Regions from separate parts of the Sus scrofa genome. Here all the other regions are linked to region 2. A link is a contact called in public HiChIP or PLAC-seq data. All regions are on one chromosome and are shown on one strand. Each heading gives the region's core, a stretch centred on a gene start, on an enhancer-like site or on the middle of the called end of the contact. The rest is flanking DNA. Distances are from core to core; before and after follow the strand shown. Region 1 overlaps CDH13 (cadherin 13, H-cadherin (heart)). Region 2 overlaps CDH13 (cadherin 13, H-cadherin (heart)). Region 3 overlaps CDH13 (cadherin 13, H-cadherin (heart)).

Evidence for each region. HiChIP or PLAC-seq counts read pairs in DNA pulled down with a chosen protein or histone mark.
Region 1: an H3K27ac HiChIP or PLAC-seq map of skeletal muscle shows a contact between it and region 2. The contact joins two enhancer-like sites. A contact is called at or near these places in 2 of 47 Hi-C or Micro-C datasets (embryonic fibroblasts and heart right ventricle) and 1 of 2 datasets of contacts at active chromatin or transcription factors (skeletal muscle).
Region 3: a contact with region 2 is called in an H3K27ac HiChIP or PLAC-seq map of skeletal muscle, with 5 times the contacts expected there. The contact joins two enhancer-like sites. A contact is called at or near these places in 4 of 47 Hi-C or Micro-C datasets (epiblast stem cells, psoas muscle, retroperitoneal adipose tissue and 1 more) and 1 of 2 datasets of contacts at active chromatin or transcription factors (skeletal muscle).

The regions. Positions count from the first base shown.
Region 1 is chr6:5,546,090-5,549,995 of Sscrofa11.1, reverse strand. All of the region lies in intron 2 of CDH13 (cadherin 13, H-cadherin (heart)), which reads left to right. Among named protein-coding and RNA genes, the nearest start is that of CDH13, 280 kb to the left of the region's middle. Within about 2 kb of position 1,930, at least 1 of the 83 cell types and tissues checked has an H3K27ac peak or open chromatin away from gene starts, as enhancers often do. A contact at or near this core is called in skeletal muscle, where this site is marked.
Region 2 is chr6:5,801,697-5,805,716 of Sscrofa11.1, reverse strand. All of the region lies in intron 1 of CDH13 (cadherin 13, H-cadherin (heart)), which reads left to right. Among named protein-coding and RNA genes, the nearest start is that of CDH13, 28 kb to the left of the region's middle. Within about 2 kb of position 1,541, at least 1 of the 83 cell types and tissues checked has an H3K27ac peak or open chromatin away from gene starts, as enhancers often do. A contact at or near this core is called in skeletal muscle, where this site is marked.
Region 3 is chr6:5,296,583-5,300,224 of Sscrofa11.1, reverse strand. It overlaps CDH13 (cadherin 13, H-cadherin (heart)), which reads left to right. Exons shown (of 14, transcript NM_001109945.1): 5 at 2,986-3,138. Among named protein-coding and RNA genes, the nearest start is that of HSBP1, 500 kb to the right of the region's middle. Within about 2 kb of position 1,349, at least 4 of the 83 cell types and tissues checked have an H3K27ac peak or open chromatin away from gene starts, as enhancers often do. A contact at or near this core is called in skeletal muscle, where this site is marked.

The DNA.
Region 1 (3,906 bases), core at 681-3,180, 260 kb after region 2:
ATCCACGAGGACTCGGGTTTGATCCCTGGCCTTGCTCAGTGGGTTAAGGATCTGGTGGTACCGTGAGCTGTGGTGTAGGTTACAGATGCCACTTGGATTTGGCATTGCTGTGGCTGTGGGGTAGGCCAGAAGCTGCAGCTCTGATTCAACCCCTAACCTGGGAACTTCCATATGCCACAGGTGCAGCTCTAAAAAGCCACAAAAAGAAAACAAAAAAACCCCAAAAAAACAAAAAACAGAAAAAAAAGAAAAGAAAGATAAAAAAAAGTCTTAGGTTGGAGATGAGAGTTGTAGTTCTGCTGTTTCCAGTTCTCTCCTTTGTAGATGATCGCAGAGGAACTTAATCGAGGCTCCCAAAGCAGCGCTTCCTCTGGCTTGGATTCAGGCTTGCGTGTGTCTAACAAGTGGCTTCTCAGAATTTCTAAGAACTGTTAATAGGCAAATGAATTATGAATCAGGTTCTTATATTCAACTCAAGTTGATGGAGGAAAACCCATTAAATGAGGTATTTCCTAGGGAAACCAGTTATATGCATTTTTTCTGTAACAAGATGGTAACGTGCATCTAGAGACTCAAGTTTAGCAAACAGAACATAATGATTAAGGACTTGACGTCTGCGTGTTTGCTTCTCACCACCCCCTTCTACTCAACTGATACAAGTCAACAGAATTTAAAAACAAAACAAGTTTAGGATTAGGACAAAACCTAATGGTAGTCCAATGGTTTTAGGGTGAAAAAGTAAAAACAGAATATTTACTCTGGTTGCTGTGGGGGTGGTTTGGCTTCTTCTCAGCTGCTGTGCATTTGCGATTTTTCACTTTGTTAGTTGGAGCCATTACATCCCATCTTATGTTGTCAATTGGGTCCTAAGGTTATTCCAGCACCTTAAGAAAAGCCGCCACCTACCTACCTTTAGAGCTTTTAAGATAAACCCGAGAGCGCTACAAAGCGAGTGAGTTACTGTGATCAACACGGACTGCGAGGCTTCCTGTACAATAGCACCACCTCTTCTAAGTCGCCGTGGCTGCTGCTTCTCAGAATGTGTAATGATATAATAAATAACGTGTGTGCTGAGTGAAAGCTTTGAGTAATGGAACCAGCTAACATTTAGAATTTTATTAAGGACGAACTGTCTCAGATGTTCTTAGTGCTGTTATTACCCCCTCGTTAAAGCTGGTAATTCTTGTTTTTAAAGCACTTTGGAGACACTCACTGATACATCCCTGAAAAAAAAAAAAAAAAAAAAAAAGAGAGAGACATCCCTTTTTTTCCTTTAAAAAAGTGCCCATGAGACTTCAGAACTATATAAGAATAATACTCTGATTACTCAAGTGGGTGGATTTTGCAGTCTCTATATTTCATCCTTTAATCATTTTAAGAGATCTGAGCATTCTTCACTATGATATGCAGACTGTGCTGTATGCTTCAGCTTTTTGAGAGGAAGAGAAAGGACAGGACTCCCAGAGAGCCTGGCCCTCTGGGTGGCTGCCTCTGTCAGTCTCTGCGACACCCAGCATCTCCTGAACTCCTTACCAAAGAGAGAAGTAACGTAAAGTTAGAGGAGTCGCTCAGAGCAACTCTGGGCACCTAGAGCACCCACAGCCAGTGTTGGAACAAAGGCAGGTGCTACACTGCAGATACTTGCCTGGTGAGAATTCAGACTCATTGTTGCTGAATCTACCCAATCATCAGGACCAGCTGAAAATCATCCGTAGGCTCTGTATTCAGGGCAGGAAGCAGGGGAGAAGGCAGTGACAGACTTTTGCTAGGAAGGCCAACATGTGCCCTGGAAACCCCTGACTTCTGCTTATATCTCATTGGCTAGAGAAGGTCATGTGGTCGGTCACTCTCGCTTCACAGGAGGCTGGGAAGATGTTTGCCAGCTCAGGAGAGCAGGGAGTTTGGAATGGGTATTGGGACAGCAAACCTGAACTGCCTGCCAACATCTAGACACTGTATTTAAATACTGGCTCTGTATTAAAGGCAACAGCACATGTCAGAGGGTGGCCCACAGGCTTGAGTTTGTATCCTCTGCTTAAGACCAGTGTCTCTCCCTAGTATCTCTCCACCTGCCCTTTCAATAATATACTGGTTCCTGATTCAGTGGCGCTTAGCCTTCTTCCACCAGGGGCTTGTCTTATTTTTTTCTCCTGTTTTCTCCATGGAATCCATCTGTTGGAACATTCTGTCTACAAAGTCCTTTGTTAGGTAATAATGAGTTTTCCCATTTTAAAAAATTCAACAAAGACTTGCAGAACTGCCAACCAGAGCCTCTGATCGACACAGGATAACCAGCAGGAAAGTTGATATTATTCCAGACAACAGTAAAAAAAAAAAAAAAGAAAAAAGAAAGAAAGAGAGAAATTAAAAAGACATTTTAATTAGACTGTAAACTTTATCTTGGGTAAGTGGATAAAAAATTCCAGGAGTTCCCGTCGTGGCGCAGTGGTTAACGAATCCGACTAGGAACCATAAGGTTGCGGGTTCGGTCCCTGCCCTTGCTCAGTGGGTTAACGATCCGGCGTTGCCGTGAGCTGTGGTGTAGGTCGCAGACGTGGCTCGGATCCCGCGTTGCTGTGGCTCTGGTGTAGGCCGGTGGCTACAGCTCCGATTCGACCCCTAGCCTGGGAACCTCCATATGCCGCTGGAGCAGCCCAAGAAATAGCAAAAAGACAAAAGACAAAAAAAAAAAAAAAAAAAATTCCACTAGGACAGGGACTGCTACTTTCCATGAAGGGTCACACAGTAAATATTTTAGGCTTTAGGCAGTATGGTCTGTGGTATGACTGTTCAACTCTGTGCTCTCACAGTACAAGAGCAGCCTTAGACGATGCACCTACAAGTGGGTGTGGCCATGTGCCCATGAAACTTTATTTACAAAGAAAGACCACGAGTCAGATTGGCCAGCAGACCATAGTTCGCTGACCCTTGTATGAGGCCTTTAACGGTATTAAAACATTTTCAGACCCTGGTTCTTACTTCCCTGAAACTTGAAAACACCTGTTTGGGGACACTGACCTGAACCACGCAGCCTGTCCTTGTTACTAAGTCCAGACTCGGGCTGCTCATCACACGACAGGTCAAGCAAGTGAGAAGTTGTTGGGGCAAGGGAGAAATATAAGGAAGTATAAAAATTAAAAAATGAAAATGTCCACTCTGTCATTCCCAATGTATGTAAAAAGGGTAACGACTATTAATAATTTGGCTTGTGTCCTTCTGGATGTTTATTGAGCTATAAACAAGCAGATAACAAAAATAAATACAGTTGGCCCTTGAACAAAGTGGGGTTTAGGGGCACTGATCCCCCTCCCGCTGAAAATCTGTGTATACCCTAGAGTTGGCCCTGGGTATCTCAGTTCCTCCATATCTGTAAATTCAACCAAGCTCAGATTATGTAGTACTGAGGTATTTACTGCTGGAAAAACCCACATATAAGAGGACCCACACAATTCAAACCTGCATTGTTCAAGGGTCCACTGTAGGGTTTATTTGTTGTTGTTTTGTTTTTTTAAATAAATGTGGTCATACCATTAGTACTGCTCTACCATTGTTTTTCCCATTCAATAATACACGTTATGAAGTCTGTGTGTGTGTGTGTGTGTGTTTGTGTAGGGGGATCTGCTGAGGATTTTTGATGACTGCACATTATTTTTTATCACTGTGAACTTTCATTTATTTGAACCCTCTAACGCCTGGAAACCCAGGTTGCCTCTAGGTTTTCACTGTGACGAGTGTTGCAAACTTGGCATCTCCTCATAGAGAACCAATGGATATAGGATTGAATTCTAGAAATTGTATTGCTGAATTGAAGATAGGGCCATTTAAAATTTTGGCAGATACTACCAAATTGCCTTCCCAAATGTCATACCAATTTATATTGCCACCAAGAGCGTTCGAAAGGGTTCT
Region 2 (4,020 bases), core at 292-2,791:
TGAAGGCTGTACAGTTGAAAAGAGGAACCAGGATTTAAATAATTTTTGTTTCATATTCGGAACAAGTTCCCTGCATGCTGGATAGCAGGAGGCACAGAAAGGGTGAGAATAGGCTCTTAGATGATAATATTAATCGTGGGAAATCTGTAATGACTGCCATGCAGCCTTGTGCTAAGTGTTTTCCTTGTACCACCTCATATACTCTGACAGCCCTGAGGTGGGTGCTAACATTGTACCCATTATGCAGGTGAAGTAGCCCAACCTATGGCCATGGAGCTTAGAAGCCGTGGGGCTTGTGGTTCTCCATCTTGTACTCATTCTGTTGGCTCTGGAGTACACGGTGTGCTGCAGGAATTGGAGGAATTCAGAAAGAAATCCTAGGCGATTTTCCTCCCTTTCCACTGCACTGGAGGTTCATCTGTTCATACACACATTCGCTCATTCATCCATTCAGCACCCTTATTGAGTGTCACCCTGTGGCAGCTGTGGTTCTAAGCACCAAGAATGCCGCAATGGACACAACCAAGTCTCTGCCTTCAGAGAGCTTTCGTTGAAGTGGGCGAAGAAAACAGCGAAGAAACTGTTCATCTTGAGTGCCGAGCAAACACCAGGTGCTGTGAAGGGTGAAGTGTACTGAGGATGCTCTTTTCCACGGGGTGGAGGTTTGAGGGGGAGGGGCCTCTGAAGAGGGGACATTGCGACTGAGACCCGCCTGTGGTAGAGGAGACAGTCTGGCAGGCAGAGAAGAGAACAAGTTCAAAGTCCCTGGGGCAGGAATACGCCTGGTTTTGATCTGGAAGTAGTGAGGTGACCATAGTGGCTGAACCAAGAATGGGAGATGAGGTCAGGAGACAGATTTGGCTATGGGAAGGCTTTGGATGTTATTTTGAGAGTGATGGGAAATGTGGGGAGAGGCCAAAGCAGTGACACTGTTAGTATGTGCAGTAGAGGAAGCCGAAAGCAGTTTAGAAGTCTGAAGAAGTTCACCTCCTCCACAGTCCGTTTTCTTGTTCATGTATATTAATTTTACACATATTAATTCATTAAGTCCTCACAGTAACTCATGAAGTAGGCATTGCTATTGTTACTGTTATTATTATTCCTCGTTTTCCACTGGGGAAACTGAGGCCCAAAGCAGGCACGGCCACCCATATAGGAAGCAGTGGAAATAGGATGCCTTTGGGTTAGCAGCCCCACCACTCAGGTGGTTTAAATTCCAGCTAGCACTTGGTGGGCACCTGCTGTGTACCAGAGTCTGCATGAGGCTGGAAATGCCCTGACACACCCTTTAGATCCTGGTCTGTCTCCGGGGAGAGACAGAGAATTAAGCAGAGAGTCAGGGTGCAGAATAGCAAGTGCTGGGCTAGTGGGCCGCTTGGATTTTGATTTGGGAGTGCAGAGAAAGAGTATCTGGCCCAGTAGAGGTGGGGAGGCCAAAGCTGACCTCTGAGTTGGGAGTGGACACCATGTTGAAGATGACCAAACAAAGCTGGGTTTGGGAGTGGGGAGGACTCCAAGCAGAGACACCAGTGGTTCAAAGGCATAAGGTGGGGCGAGAACAGCAGCTGGCTCAGCATGGCCAGAGGGAGGCAGGGGTCACCGGGCTGCATTTGGATGGTGACGTGTGTGTGTGTGTGTGTGTGTGTGTGTGTGTGTGTGTGTGTGTGTGTGTGTGTGTATGTGTGTGTGTGTATGATGGTGATGAAATAGGCTAGAATAGAGGAAGACAGCTTCACACTTGGTTGCGTTTTTTTTTTTTTTTCCCCAGTTTTTAAATAAACTTAATTATAAAGAGCTGTTTTAGGCTGACAGCAAACTTGAGTGGAAGGTATACAGATTTCACATACATTCCTTTCCCCCACATATGTACAGCCTCCCCCACTATCAAACTCCCACGGCAGAGTGGTGCATTTGTTATAATTGCTGACCTGCATGGACACATCATTATCTCTCAAAGTCCATGGTTTACATTCAGGCTCCTTCTTGGTGTTGTACATTCTCTGGGTTTGAAAAATGTATAACGACATGTACCTGTCGTTATCGTATCATCTGGACTATTTCACTACCCTAGAAATCCTCTGTGCTCTGCCTTTTCATCCGTCCTTCTTCCCCAACCCCTGATCCTTTAATTGTCTTCATAGTTTGCCTTTTCCAGAATGTCATATAATTAGAAGAACACATTTTCAGATTGGCTTCTCTCACTTAGTAATATGTATTTAAGTTTCCTCCATGTCTTTTCGTGTCTTAATAGCTCATTTCTCTTTATTGCCACATAATAATATTCTATTGTCTATATGTACCACAGTTTATTTATCCATTTACCTGCTAAAGGACCTCTTGCTTGCTTCCAAGTTTGGCAATTATGAATAAAACTGTTATAACATTTGTATGCAGGTTTTTTTATGGATATAAGTTTTCAGCTCCTTTGGAGAAATAGCAAGGAGTGCAATTGCTGGATTATATGGTATGTTTAGTTTTCTAAGAAACTGCCAAATTGCCTTCTAAAATGGCCGTACCATTTGCATTCCCATCAGCAATGAATGGGATTTCCTGTTACTCCATATCTTCATCAGTATTTGGTGTTGTTAGTTATTCGGATATCAGCCATTCTAATAGGTGAGTGGTGATATTTCAATGTTGTTTTAATTTGCATTTTCCTGATGACATAATGTTGGGCATTTTCGATATGATTGTTTGCCACCTGTATATCTTCTTTGGTGAGGTATCTGTTAATGCCTTTGGTCCATTCTCTTTTTCTTTTTTAGCTGCCCCATGGGATATGAAGTTCCCCGAGCCAGGGATCAGTTCTGAGCCACAGTTGTGACACATGCCATGGCTGTGGCAATGCTGGATGCTTTGACCCACTACCCTGGGCCACAGATCCAACCTGAATCCTGGAGCTGCAGAGATGCCACTGATCCCATTGTGCCACTGTGGGAACTCTATGGCCCATTTTAAATTGGGTTGTTTATTTTCTTATTGTTGGTTTAAAAGGTATTTGTATATTTTGAATCATAGTCCTTTGTCAGATATATATCTTTTGCAAATATTTTCTCCCAGTCTCTGAATTACTTTCTTATTCTTGATAGTCTCTTTTGCAGAACAAAAGTTCTCAATTTTAATGAAGCCTAGCTTATCAGTTCCTTTTTTCTTGGATCATACCTTTGCTGTTATATCTAAGAAGTTATTGCCATATTCAAGGCCATATGCATTTTTTCTCCTGGGTTATCTTCTAGGTGATTTATGATTTTGTATTTTACATTTAGGTCTGTAATCCATTTTGTGTTAATTTTTGTGGAGGATGTAAAGTCTGTGTCTAGATTTGAATTTTGCCTATGGATATTCACTTGTTCTAGCTGGATAGTCTTGGTTGAAAATACTTCTTTGTGCAGTTATATTGCTTTTGCTCCATTGTGTTGCCTTTGCTGCTTTCTCAAAGATCAGTTGACTGTATTTAAGAGGCTCTCTATTCTGTCCCAGGGATATGTTTATCTATTTGCCCACTCTTTATTACCATAGGTTTATGGTAACTCTTGAAGTTGAGTTGTACCAGTTGTCTGACTTCCTTATTTTTCAATGTTGAGGTGAGTTTTCTGGGTTTTTTTGCCTCTTCATATAAATTTTAGAATCCTTTTTTTTTGGTATATATTCAAAAATAACTTGCTAGAATTTGATTGGGATTCTGTTGACTCTTTAGATCAAGTTGGGGAGTTCCCCTCGTGGCTCAGCGGTTAACAAATCCGACTAGGAACCATGAGGTGCGGGTTTGATCCCTGCCCTTGCTCAGTGGGTTAACGATCCGGCGTTGCCGTGAGCTGTGGTGTAGGTTGCAGACGCGGCTCGGATCCTGCGTTGCTGTGGCTGTGGTGTAGGCCGGCGGCTACAGCTCCGATTAGACCCCTAGCCTGGGAACCTCCATACGCCATGGGAGCAGCCCTAGAAAAGGCAAAATGACAAAATAAAATAAAAAATCATAATAATAAATAAAATAAAATAAAATAATAGATCAAGTTGGGAGGT
Region 3 (3,642 bases), core at 100-2,599, 510 kb after region 2:
GAGGGGTTTATTCACATAGGATGCCTGTGAGAGATGCAGGCAGGTGGGCAAGAGAGTGCCGAGGCCCGAGGACTCCGTGGGTTACGGTTTTACAAACAAAGCCAAAGCGAGGAGGGGGAGAAGATCACCTTCGCCCTGGCTCTGGAGTAGAGGTCACATTTCCATCATCAGCTCCTCCTCCGTGTTGGTTGGGGGATCTTTCTGGTCCCCACCTGGTCAGACTGGGACTGTCACGATGCAGTGGAAATAAGCAAAAAGGCACCAACGTGTCTTCAAATACGGCGAATCATGTCAGGTTTCAGTACAATGTCACCTTTTCCTGTATTTTTTTGTAGCTAGTGTGCACAGAGAAGTGTGTCCTAGGAAGCTACATGGGTCTCCTGTTACCATTGTTTTATTGTTTGGGGGCATGTCTCAGGCTTCTCTTGCATGCTTTTGTTGCGAAGCAAGCCTGCTTGGTTTTGTTGTTGGTAAGCCTGCTTTCCTGAGTGGTCATTAACTTAAAGGGGTCTCCCATACTTTTTTCCCTTATTACATTTGCCTAGTGGGATGAGCTATTTAATCACCTGCTTTGGACCTTGACTCTGACTCTATCAACAGTAATCTTTTTCCAAGAGCAGTTCTCTCTTCAAACCAGAGACATTTGTGAGGTTTATTTTTTAAAAGAAAATATATTCCCTTAGGGATTTTTTGTTTTGTTTTGTTTTTTGTGGTTTTTTTCTTTTTTTTGCTTTTGCTTTTTTAGGGCCACACCCTTGGCTTATGGAGGTTCCCAGGCTAGGGGTTGAATCAGAGCTACAGCTGCTGCACACCTACAACAATTCGGGATCTGAGCCACATCTGCGGCAACGCCAGATCCTTAACCCCCTGAACAAGGCCAGGGATTGAACCCGCAACCTCATGGTTCCTAGTCAGGTTCATTTCCGCTGCACCACAATGGGAACTCCAGAAAGGGGTTTTTTAATATTATGGCTAAGATGTTTTTTGCTGCCTAGAGGTGTCAGGCTTGGCCATTACCAACAACGTCCTGATGCTGTTGTGATTATTACTCTTACCTTGGTACTGTAACCATCAGCTCTGATTTACTGAGCCCCTTCCGCCTGCCAGGAAGTCTCCTTGGCACACAGGATCTCATCACATTCTCAACAGCTCTGGGAAATAAATGTCATTATCCTTTTATTATCGATGAGGAAATCGAGAGCTGGAGAGGCGAAGAATCGTGTTCAAGGTCACAGGGTGGATCGCTGGCCAAGCTAGGATTGGGACACATGTTTGTCTAGACAGTGGAACTCCTCGTTAAACAGATATTGGCCTCGGTCCCTGCTGTACACCAGGCACTTTGCCAGGCACTGGGATCCAGGGGCGAGTCTGACATGCTGAGACTGTTGACCTCGTGGAGCTTCCAAGCTGTGGGGATAATGTCAGTTGGATTAAATCAAGTCAAGCAGTGACTAAAAATTCTTTTCATCAGAAGGTGTCACATATCTTATTTTTAGTCTTGCTTCAAGATGGTATTTTCTCCTAATTTAAAAAATGCAAACAGAGGTAATTGGTGTTTCATCAAAATTCTCAGTGTATTTTAATAAAGAATATTTTAAATCAGGGAAAACTATACTGCCATATGGAATTGTGTCATGATCTTTTTCCACTCACTGGTCCTGGCAGAGGAAATCTTGGCAGGAAGATCATGCTGCCTTAGGCGCCACTGCCACTTGGTGGCCTGCATCAGAATTGCAGGCATGGTGGCCTCAGAAATGCTCCTCCCCCACCCCTACCCCCACCCACTTTCTAATTCCACTAGAAGGTATTTTTATCCTGGCTACCTAATCCTCCAGGCCCAGTTGACTGTATTCCAATAGGTGCCTGTTTACTTATAAACTGATTGCAGCCAGATCAGTATCAGCTTTCTTTCATCTGTGTTTCTGAATGTCTGTTGTGTTTGTGACTTTTTTATTGTTATAATCAAATGAATGTTTGCAGGTATCAATGAGAAAGTGTTCTTAAATATACGTGAATACTTGGTTAAACTCTAGAACTAACCTATGCAAATAATAATTTTTTTCATTAGTTGGACACTTTCAAATGACATAAAAACAAAATAAAATGTGACATCTAATTACCTCTTAACCTCATCTCTACTCCAGCCATTCTGGAATTTCCTTGTCTCTCTCACCTGCCTGCTGCCTGTCTGTGCTGTTCCATCTACCTGGAAGTGCCTTCCTGTAGCTTTGCCTTTTGAATGTATTCTTCAAATGTCAAATCAAGGCTGACTACCTATAGGGAATTACCTTAACGTAAATTCAGAAATGAAAGTGTTGGGTAGCAGTGTCTCTAGAGAGACGGAAGGTGGATTCTGAATGCCATCTTCATCTCTTTAACAACTGTGACCATGGCAAGCTTGCTTCATCTCTCTGAGTCTCAGTGATTTCATTCATTAAGTGCAGATAATAGTGTTCCCTCCTCCCACCCCCGCATTGTTGTCTGAGTTTTTTTTTTTAACGTGTGTAAAGTGCATCCTCAACACCGTGTACCTGGTACAAGCAGTGGGGCAAGTGCCACTGCTGACATTTGGATTCATACAAAGACCTCGAATCTTGATGAATGCCTGCCCAGTAGAGAAGTGTCAAAGGTTTTGCGTTGCCTCTTTGATCTTGCTTGCAGAAAAAAAGTCTGTTTCCTGGGAGTTAAAAATAACATAAATGTCCAACTTTAAACTTCATGAAGTGACCTCCCTCCTAGGTTTGTCACTGTATGTCACCCCAGTGCTGGTAAGCTTCCCCACCTGAAAGCCACAGAGATTTGCATGTGGGCAGAAAGGTGTTGAACAACGATGCTGTTTTTGGTGATGCTGCTTTAGTCAAGTTCACCGAGCATCTATGTATTGGCACCTGCAGTTAGTGGGTTGGTCACTGAGGTGTGTTTATACTATGCTCTCTCTGTGTTTTCCAGCCAAGATCTTAAGTGTCGCTCTGTTTCTCTGACCAGGTGGTTGATAGTGACAGACCGGAAGGGTCCAAGTTCCGGCTCACCGGCAAGGGAGTGGATCAAGAGCCAAAAGGAATTTTCAGAATCAATGAGAACACGGGTAGCGTCTCCGTGACACGGAGCTTGGACAGAGAAATGATCGCCGCGTATCAAGTAAGTACCCCGGTGCCCACCCTGCCCACAGAGATGGGGCTTTCAGAGATGGCTTTCCTCCCACCGAGCTGTTATTTCTGGGCTTCATCAAACCACAGGCAGTACGGCCTTAAGCGTGTCTCTGTGGGAGCCGAGTGGCATTGAACCCTGACAGAGCAGCAGTAGGGGCCCCTATCTTGTCACTGGACCCCCACCCCCCCACCCCAGTGCGTGAGACTTTGGGCACTGAAAACCAAGAAGGGGGGCCCTCTGGGCATCTCGGAGGAGGTCAGAAATCTTGCATTAACGTTAACTTTCCAGAAACTACCTTGATAATGCAGAGCTGCAAAAAGTACAAACCCTTGGACTTGATCGTTCTACTTTTAGAAATCCATCCTAGGGAAAGAGGAATTTAGTTCAATTTTTGTGCAGTGGTGTTATAGCAGGACATGATCCTTAAAATGGAAACAGTTGCTAAATATTCAGCAGCATATAATGGTTAAAATATGGCACGATTTTGCAAGG